Regions from separate parts of the Sus scrofa genome. Here regions 1 and 3 are each linked to region 2. A link is a contact called in public Hi-C and promoter capture Hi-C data. All regions are on one chromosome and are shown on one strand. The core of a region is the stretch at or near the end of the contact, and the rest is flanking DNA. Distances in the headings are between cores, read along the strand shown. Region 1 holds the start of CDK19 (cyclin-dependent kinase 19). Region 2 overlaps CDK19 (cyclin-dependent kinase 19). Region 3 holds the start of AMD1 (S-adenosylmethionine decarboxylase proenzyme).

Region 1 (2,704 bases), core at 5-2,504, 130 kb before region 2:
CACTTACCATAGTACCTGGAAATAACAGACACTCAGATACTTCACGATTTACTTCAAGATCTGAGGAAATTTTCCAGGAAACTTACTGTTGTAATAAATAAATGAACCCCCTCCCCATCCAGTTTTCCAAGTTTCTTCCAAAACCTAGCAGGCAAGTCACTCTTAACTTTCCTTACCACATTAGGTAGAATTGACTATTTCCTCCTCTTGTGCTTTCACTGAATGTGGTATGTTAAGTCCTATCATAGCACCAATGATTTTTAAGATTGTATCCCAAGCATCTGATACGTTTTAGGCACGCAATAATGAACCAACATTCACCTTAAGGAGATTTAAACATTCTAGGAAAACGTCACTGTTAGGCATAAACCTTAAGACACTCTTTACAATCCAATACAAATGATTGTTTTTAAATTGCTGCATCCTGCAGGCACTTTAATAGTCCTCAGACAGTTGGCCAAAAGCTTGGCTACGGGAATCACTTATGTTAGGAGAAGACTACGACTAGAGCGCCAAGGATGATTGGCTGCTAGGACCTTTAAGTTACAGGTTTTCAGGCCGACGCCGACGGTAGAACCAGGAAACCGCTAAAAGTTCAGTTTTTGAAATACGGTTTTTGCACCGCAAAGAAAAAAGATTAACCTATCAGAAAGAACCTAGCACATCCAATTACCAATCAAGAGCCGGAAAGAAGCCAAAGCAGGGATACCCACGCACCAACGAGGACGTCATTCTTAAGTCTCCGCCAATGAGCTGTTGGATGCGGGACGGGGCGGGAGGCGGACCAACTGCCACCAAAAACAAACAACAATCTGCAGTACAACTGCTCTCACCACAGTCCTCGTCTAGCAAACCACTGGAGGAAACTCGTGGGCAAAGCCCTTGTTAAATACTTTCCACTCTCCTCCTCTCCTGGGGGCAGTTATAATAGAGTACCTTCCTTACACCAGAAAAAGGACCTTCTTTCCACCAGCTTCCACAGACTCGCAGAAAGCACACTGCAAGTTTGCACTTTCTACCTTCACAGGAACTAGCAGTCCAAAGCTACCTGAGGGGGGAGGGGCGGCCTCAGTGCGCAAGCGTGCATGTCTTGTAGAGGCGGGGCTGTAGCGGCCCAAGGTAACCTGGGTATTGTATTTCATTCTACCGCATCACTCAACTGTTCCTGAGGTTTATGGAACTACATTTCCCAGGAGTCTCCGCGGCCTCGGGGGCGGGAGGGATGGTTCGTTAATGAGCTCGAGGAAGCCGCGGCGCGGCCCACCAGGTTCCAAAACAAGGAAATGAAGGGGGAGGCGGGACTGAGGGTGCCTGTAGGAGCCGCAGCCGCCGCCGCTGCCGCCGCCGCCGCCGCCGCCGCAGAGGAGGAGGAGGTGGAGGAGGTGGCCGCCGTGGCCGCCGAGGAGTCCCTTGCTGAAGGCGGACTGCCGGGCGGCGGGCGGCGCGCGCGCGCCCCAGAGGCGGTTGTTGGAGAAGTGGAGCGGCGGTCGCGGGGGGGAGGAGGAGGAGGAGGAGGGACTGAGTGGCGGCGGCCCCCGCGTCCCGGTGCCTCTATGGGGAAAGCAGACAATGGATTATGATTTCAAGGCGAAGCTGGCGGCGGAGCGGGAGCGGGTGGAGGATTTGTTTGAGTACGAAGGGTGCAAAGTGGGACGCGGCACCTACGGGCACGTCTACAAGGCGAGGCGAAAAGATGGGTAAGAGCAGGGGCGGGGGGAGTAGGCTCGTTCGGGTCCTCGCCCTGCCCGCGACCGCGCGGGATGGGTGGGTCGGAGCCCGGACGGGCCAAGCCCGGGGGGCGAGGCGGACGTGGTCCCGGGGCCGCGTCCCGAGGCGGACTCTGAGGGACACGGGTTCTGCCCGCTCGCGCGGGCCCCGTCGCGCCCCTCAAACTCCTGCGGCGCAGCCCCGTCGCGGGGTGTCGGTTTCGTCCCGGAGGGCACCCTCCGCGTGCATGGAACTGGCGGCGGGACTCGAGTTGGGACCTCGGTTGGATGTGGAGTTTGTGGGGCTTTGGTCTCCGGGGGAGACGCAGAGGTCTGGGAGAGCCTTGCGGAGGAGTTGCCGCTCTGGCCCTCGGTTGGTGACGGTCGTGGTGGAACTTCCAATCGGCTGAGCGCCTCCCGGGGGCGGAGGTTTGAAACCTCGCCGAGGTCTCCGTCGGGCTGCCGAGTGCCTGGGTCCTCGCCAGCCTCACGGGTCTGAGCCGTTGGGCACCTTTTCCCTGGGGGCGAGCCAGCGCTCTGGCCCCTCCGCGCAGTCCCTTCAGTCCCTGTGGAAAACCCGGCCACTTCTCCACCTCGCTTCGCCCACCTCCGATCTTGCTTTCTCACATTCTCCATTCCGCACCTTCCCTTGAATGTAGACCTTCTGAGAGACCAACCAGGTTTTGCCCGCAGAACTTAAGAGTTCGGTGTGGTAACCCATCCCATCCTCCAGCAGCCTCCCCTTGGGTATTCTTAGGTTCTCCACTCCATCCTCTGCCAAGTGGCTGCGTGCTGCGGTTTATTGGGCACCTAGATTACCCATAACGGAATTCAAGTGGCACGGAGTTGGGCCAGAACCCTTGTTTTCCTTGGACTTGAAAGAAAATCATAGGAAGCCCGTCCTGATTGTTCTCTTAGGAGGGCACAGGGCTCTCCAGTACAGGTGGAACCAGCTCCCTGCCTGAGAAGGGTAGGTTTAAACAAGTCATCACCGCAGG
Region 2 (2,700 bases), core at 87-2,586:
CAAGGCTTTTTACTGGAAGCAAGAAAAGATTTTCTGATTACCCTCCAATGAATCAGAATGCCCCTGAGAATTCCAGGTAATTTAGGTTTTGCTTGTAAACTATTTTGATTTGCATCTGTTTCATTTTTTATACTTAAAGTTTGTATATTCAGAGTGCCATTGATTTATAAGAACTGTATCTGATTTTTCTCATGTGGAGTATGTTACGTAAAAGATTAAACATTCAACTTTGAAAAGAGCACTTATGCTGTCATAGTTAAGAGGATGTAAGCTTCTTATTTATTACCAATCTCACTTGCTTTCACATCTCTCTCAGACCAAGTACATGTAGTAATAAAATCAAAGAGAAAAGGAAACTAGATCATCTGTTGCAAAGTGGAAAGTGAACTAACTTTCCCGTAGCCATACTATTATTATACAACCTGCTAACAGAGTGTTTCAGGCACTTTGGGAAATAAATGTGATGGCATGCCCCAATCACAGCATGTCTCTCTCCAATGAGGTTCTATGCCTGTAGTGCCTAGCCTTTCTCAGTTAGGTACAGTAATAATAGCTAGTGTTTATCAAAACCTTAAAGAGAAGTTCCTGGCATGGCTCAGTGGTTAATAAACCCAAGTAGTATCCATGAGGATGCAGGTTCCATCCCTGGCCTTGCTCATTGGGTTAAGGATCCAGCGTTGCCGTGCGCTGTGGTGTAGATTGCAGAAGCAGCTTGGATCCTGTGTCTCTGTGACAGTGGTGTAGGCTGGCAGCTGTAGCTCCAATTGGACTCCTAGCCCGGGAACCTCCATATCCTGTGGGTAATGCCCTAAAAAACAAACAAACAAACAAAAAACAACCCCCCCCAAAAAAAAACTTAAAGCATGCCAGACGTTCTACTTACCACATTTAGTCCTCATAACATTCTTGCCAATAGTGGTGGTTATAAGAGCAATAACTATAGTTTGTCAAGTTTTTAATGTTTTCTAAGCATTGTGATATATAGTTATGTACATTCATTTAATCCTTGCAGAAACTGAGTGTGTTTATCAGTATATTTTTTTTTCCCCCTCTCTAAGCCTCTGAGGAGTTAAGCATCTTGCTCTGCATAGCTGTGGTCAGGGCTTAAACTCAGGTTTCTGAATTCTAAAATCTGTGCTTTTTGTATTATACCTGCTGCCTCACTGTCATTTCCACTGGATGGCAGTGGGGACCACTGACCTCCTTGAAGCTTATGACTGGTACCTAAGCAGTGTTGCTAAAGTAAAATAAAGCAAAAAATTTAGGGCTACCTTGAACCTGGGCTGGTTTACTGTTTTATAGACCCCTCTTCAGAGTATGAGTGCCACCTGCTGGAAGGTTATAATGTATCTATGTGCTTGTAAGGTCCTTCCCTAAAGCTTGTCACAGGAGTGAAAGTGTCAGGTGTCAAAATGCTAATTCTTAAATTTCAGCTTAGGAATGCTGGGGCATTTTGAAGTTAGGTGAATCTCCTGTTTGCTACCAAGTACATTTCCTCATTTATTTTCCTTTTTTTTTTTTTTGTAGGGAGGGGAGGGTTACACATTAAAAAATGTTACACTCAATGAATGCATTCTAAAAATAAAGCTTTCTAAAAATAAAGATCAATGGTCAAATGAATCATTCTGTTACATATTACAGATCAAATGCGAATAAAAAATTGGATTTACTTTGAGATAAGTGAGTTATTGAAGCATAAGAGGACCCTTTCCTTTTAGATACTCTGAAAAAGGAATCTGGAAGCCCTGGGGCATCAGAGACTTGGCGAACAAAAAGTGCGGATGAAACAGGAAGAAAGATGGGTGGATTAAAATACAAACAGATTCTGTAATTGATAGTGTAGCATAAGAGTTCCCAAATGGAGTCAGGATCCTCAATAGTGCTTTAGAGAACAAAGTTTAGAATTACAGCTTTAGATTGTTATATGTTTAGGACAGTGAAAAGCGGACATTTTTTATAGTCACTTATATGCCCTGGAAGGGGAATCAGAAAAAGTCTTTGCATGCCCGTTGCACATTTTTCATTAGGCTCCTTTGGGATCATGTTAGTAATCTGTAAGTATCTGGAAGAGATATTATCTCTTAGTGTGGGGTTTTGACAGGAAAATCATGCTATAGTTAACTGCTCTTTATGTGATTAAGGCATATTTGTAGTTGCATGATGTCATGTTGAACAAATATTTGTGTGACAAGAGATTAAAGTCCATTGCCAAGATGTGATATTGCCAAGAGTTCAGGAAAGTACCAGCGCGATCATCATCTCTTTCTTTTATCCTTTTTCAGATCAAATGTGAAAGAAGCTTCACTAGCACGATAGTATCTTAGCGGGTAGATTTCTGAAGAGAAAGGGCTTGTGTGTGTGTGTCTATGTGTGTGTGTGTAAATTATATGAGTAATGCTCAGTATAGAAAATGCATCAAGTAGAAGAATAGGAAGAAAGAAAAATCACACAATCCCATTCCCTAGAGATAACTATATTAACATTTTGGTATAGTTGCTTTTTTATAAACATTTAATATTTTGCAGCCTTTCATTTATTTTAATTTTTAATATTTTAAGAAGAGAAAAGCATATTGACTTTATTTGATGTTAATTTTTGTGTGACATAGTGGCCTCCCTAGAAAAGAAATGAAGATGCCAAGAAATAAGTCAACCTGATATGCCATTTTTAACCAAGAGCCATAAATTGTAGAGACGTGAC
Region 3 (2,700 bases), core at 133-2,632, 180 kb before region 2:
GCCGGCCGGGCGCCACATGCTGCCAGCGCCGACCGCGGGCGGGAGGCCTGCTCGCCAGCCCCTCTGCCCGGGCAGGCCCCCTCCTCCCGCCTCAAGCGGAGAGAAAGAGTCCGACTCCCGATCAGCCCCCTCCCTCCTCTGTTCCCGACCCGCTCCCTCCCTCTTCCACTCCAGAGGCGGGCACGCCCGAATTAGCGCCTGACTAAGCCCGCCGAGCCACACCTGCCTGGAGGGAGCACGCGCCCACCCCCCGGCGCCAGGCACCCCACCCCGGGCCCCGACAACCTACTCCGGGGCGGGTGGGGGGGAAGTCGGGAGGCGAGGGCAGCCAAAGCACCCCGAGCGGCGCTGCACGCCGTCCCACACGCCGCGCCGGGGACGTTACCTGAGCACGCGGCGGCGCCGGCCTCCTCCCCTCCCCCGGGCAGCGCCCGGCCGGGCAACGGTGGCGGGAGAAGCCGGCTCGGGCTCCGCGTGGACCTGGCCTCTCCCCCCGGCGCCGGGGCCCAGGCCAAGGCCACAAAACGACCCCCGCCCACGGACCTGCCCCCACCAGAAGGCTGCGGGAATCCAGCCCCCGCCCCCTCTCTGCCTAGGGCTACTGCCTTCCAGGCGGCGACAGACCCCATACCCGACAGTGGGCGAGAGCCCCGAGCACCCACCTTGGGATGGTGCGAAGATCCCCAGATCCTTGATTTGCGTCGGGCTGCTGCCTGGAGAACCAAACCTCCAGCAGCTTCTCGGTCCCTTCGAAAAAATGTGCAGCTTCCATCACCGTGAGACTAGCGAACAACCAACAACCACAGAAAATCAACTAAATTAAATCTCTTCTCCCGCCGCTGCCGCCGCCGCTGCGGATTGTTCCAGCTGTGTTACTAAAGTTCAGGTTCCTTTTTTTGCTATAATTTTATATTAACTTTTTTAAAAAAAGGGCTAATAAAATTTTCCCGGCTTTTTTTTTTGTGTGTGTGAGCGAAAGTTGAACGTGAGTCTGTTGGAAATAGAGGCAGATACAGCTCAGTCTCTTGTAGTCCGCTGTTTCCCCGTTAGAGAGAGTAGAGCGAGCGCTAGCTAATGTCGCCGGCCATACTGTGGGAGCGAGGGCGCTGCGTGAGTCGGGAATTTATATACTCCGTCTACCCCCAGAGGCCAGGAAGTGACGTAACGTCCCTCCCCCGCGGCTCATAGCTCCAGTCTCCTGTCAATCACCAGCCGCCCATTTGCGGCTGGCTAGCCGCCCGCCTGCGAGGAGCGCGGGGAGCGGCCCGTGTCCCTGCGGTTCGATTTCGGGGTGGCCCCTGGGCGGGAGACGGTACTCTGTTGTCCGGCTGGGGACTAGGAATCGGGGGTCGAATGTGGAGAGAGTGGCAGAGCGGGGACGGAGTGAGGAAAGGCTGCGTAGCGCTGCGTAAAACAACTGGCTAGCGGGGAACATGGGTGGGTCCTCTGGAGGGTTGGCGGGGTTCGGCGGGGGCGGTGGCCACTGCTGGGATGGCGTGGTGGTTTTGATCCTGTGCACTTCGCCGCGATCGCTGAGGTACTCAGCCATTCTCTAAAGTGTACTTCCCTAAGGCCACCGAAGCCAGGCGTTAAAACTCCACGTTTGTCCGTGACGCACATGTTGCCAAGGGTCGAATTAGAAGGCGCTTTAATTCTGCTCACGCTTTTGCTGATGTGCGAACGAACGCAGTTCTCTTACCGTTTTACACAATAGCCAGAAGCGCTGTCTCCCTATTCAAAAAGGGAAAAGCAACGTGGCGCCCAGCCTTGAAGGACTCCGGCTCTACCTACCTCCCACCATGTGGCTCGCCAAGCCTCGGAGTTGGCGGAGCACAGTAGCTGCCGTGAAGCACTGGCAACTCCGTGCTCAATTAGGTCAACTGGTGGGAATTTCTTCTGCAAAACTATTTCTAGAACCTGATTTATTAAATATAACCTGAAATTGTTTGCATCAAAAGGAGGGGAAAGGAGTTATTATTGCTTGGAGCAATACGGGGGTAAAGGAGGAAAAAAGGAATTATGGAATTATATGAAGTCATCTGTTAGAAACATGAAAATTGTGACGCACTATAAGATTTAAAGAATCAATAAAAATAATAAGTATAATCTGAAATTGCACGGATATTAACAGGGATTCAGGGCTATCACTAGTCGTGATCACTAGACTCATGAATCTATAGTTTCAATAATCAAGTAAAGTGTAAAAATTGTGAAGTCGTAGTCAAACTGTATAACGAGGTGGCAAAATTGTGGAAACAAAGTTGTGACTTTTATTCTGAAATATGGTAAAAACAATCTGACATAAAAATCACCATTGTTACAAGACAAAAGACTCACCGTCCTTAGAGAATTTCCTCAGCTACAAGTGAAATAAGACAACGTTGTTATGTGTGAAAAACTTAATGAAGTAGTTTGGGTTTGTACTCTAGATTCCCTGCAGGGTAGTACTTGTTTTACAACAACATGAATTTGTTCATATTTCTCCGTCAAACTTTGCTGTTGAAAGAAGCTATGTTATGCAGTGGGTACATATGCTACTCTTGCCATGTTTTTAAAAGCATCCAACTCAAACTGGGGATTGGGACAAAAGATAATGAATGTTGCTTATTATAATAATTCAAAGAATGTGGTGGTTATACTTGGAATAAAGATAAAAGAAGTATTTATGTGTTTTACAAGCTATTCAGTTATTTGATGGTT

The links. Promoter capture Hi-C pulls out the DNA fragments that hold promoters and counts their contacts. Hi-C and Micro-C count contacts between places; a contact is called where the count stands out from the background.
Region 1: a contact with region 2 is called in a Hi-C map of liver, with 7 times the contacts expected there. The contact joins the promoter of CDK19 here to the enhancer-like site in region 2. A contact is called at or near these places in 3 of 5 promoter capture datasets (fetal liver, fetal skeletal muscle and liver), 10 of 47 Hi-C or Micro-C datasets (alveolar macrophages, embryonic fibroblasts, fetal liver and 5 more) and 2 of 2 datasets of contacts at active chromatin or transcription factors (alveolar macrophages and skeletal muscle).
Region 3: a promoter capture Hi-C map of liver shows a contact between it and region 2, with 8 times the contacts expected there. The contact joins the promoter of AMD1 here to the enhancer-like site in region 2. A contact is called at or near these places in 4 of 5 promoter capture datasets (fetal liver, fetal skeletal muscle, liver and 1 more), 6 of 47 Hi-C or Micro-C datasets (embryonic fibroblasts, fibroblasts, heart right ventricle and 2 more) and 2 of 2 datasets of contacts at active chromatin or transcription factors (alveolar macrophages and skeletal muscle).

Annotation. Positions count from the first base shown.
Region 1 is chr1:76,792,026-76,794,729 of Sscrofa11.1, reverse strand. CDK19 (cyclin-dependent kinase 19) reads left to right here and starts at 1,254. Exons shown (of 12, transcript XM_021091172.1): 1 at 1,254-1,697. The coding sequence starts at 1,570.
Region 2 is chr1:76,660,512-76,663,211 of Sscrofa11.1, reverse strand. All of the region lies in intron 2 of CDK19 (cyclin-dependent kinase 19), which reads left to right. Among named protein-coding and RNA genes, the nearest start is that of CDK19, 130 kb to the left of the region's middle. Within about 2 kb of position 1,336, at least 6 of the 83 cell types and tissues checked have an H3K27ac peak or open chromatin away from gene starts, as enhancers often do. A contact at or near this core is called in fetal liver and liver, where this site is marked.
Region 3 is chr1:76,838,130-76,840,829 of Sscrofa11.1, reverse strand. It overlaps AMD1 (S-adenosylmethionine decarboxylase proenzyme), which reads right to left and starts at 1,382. Exons shown (of 9, transcript XM_003121345.6): 1 at 663-1,382. The coding sequence starts at 772.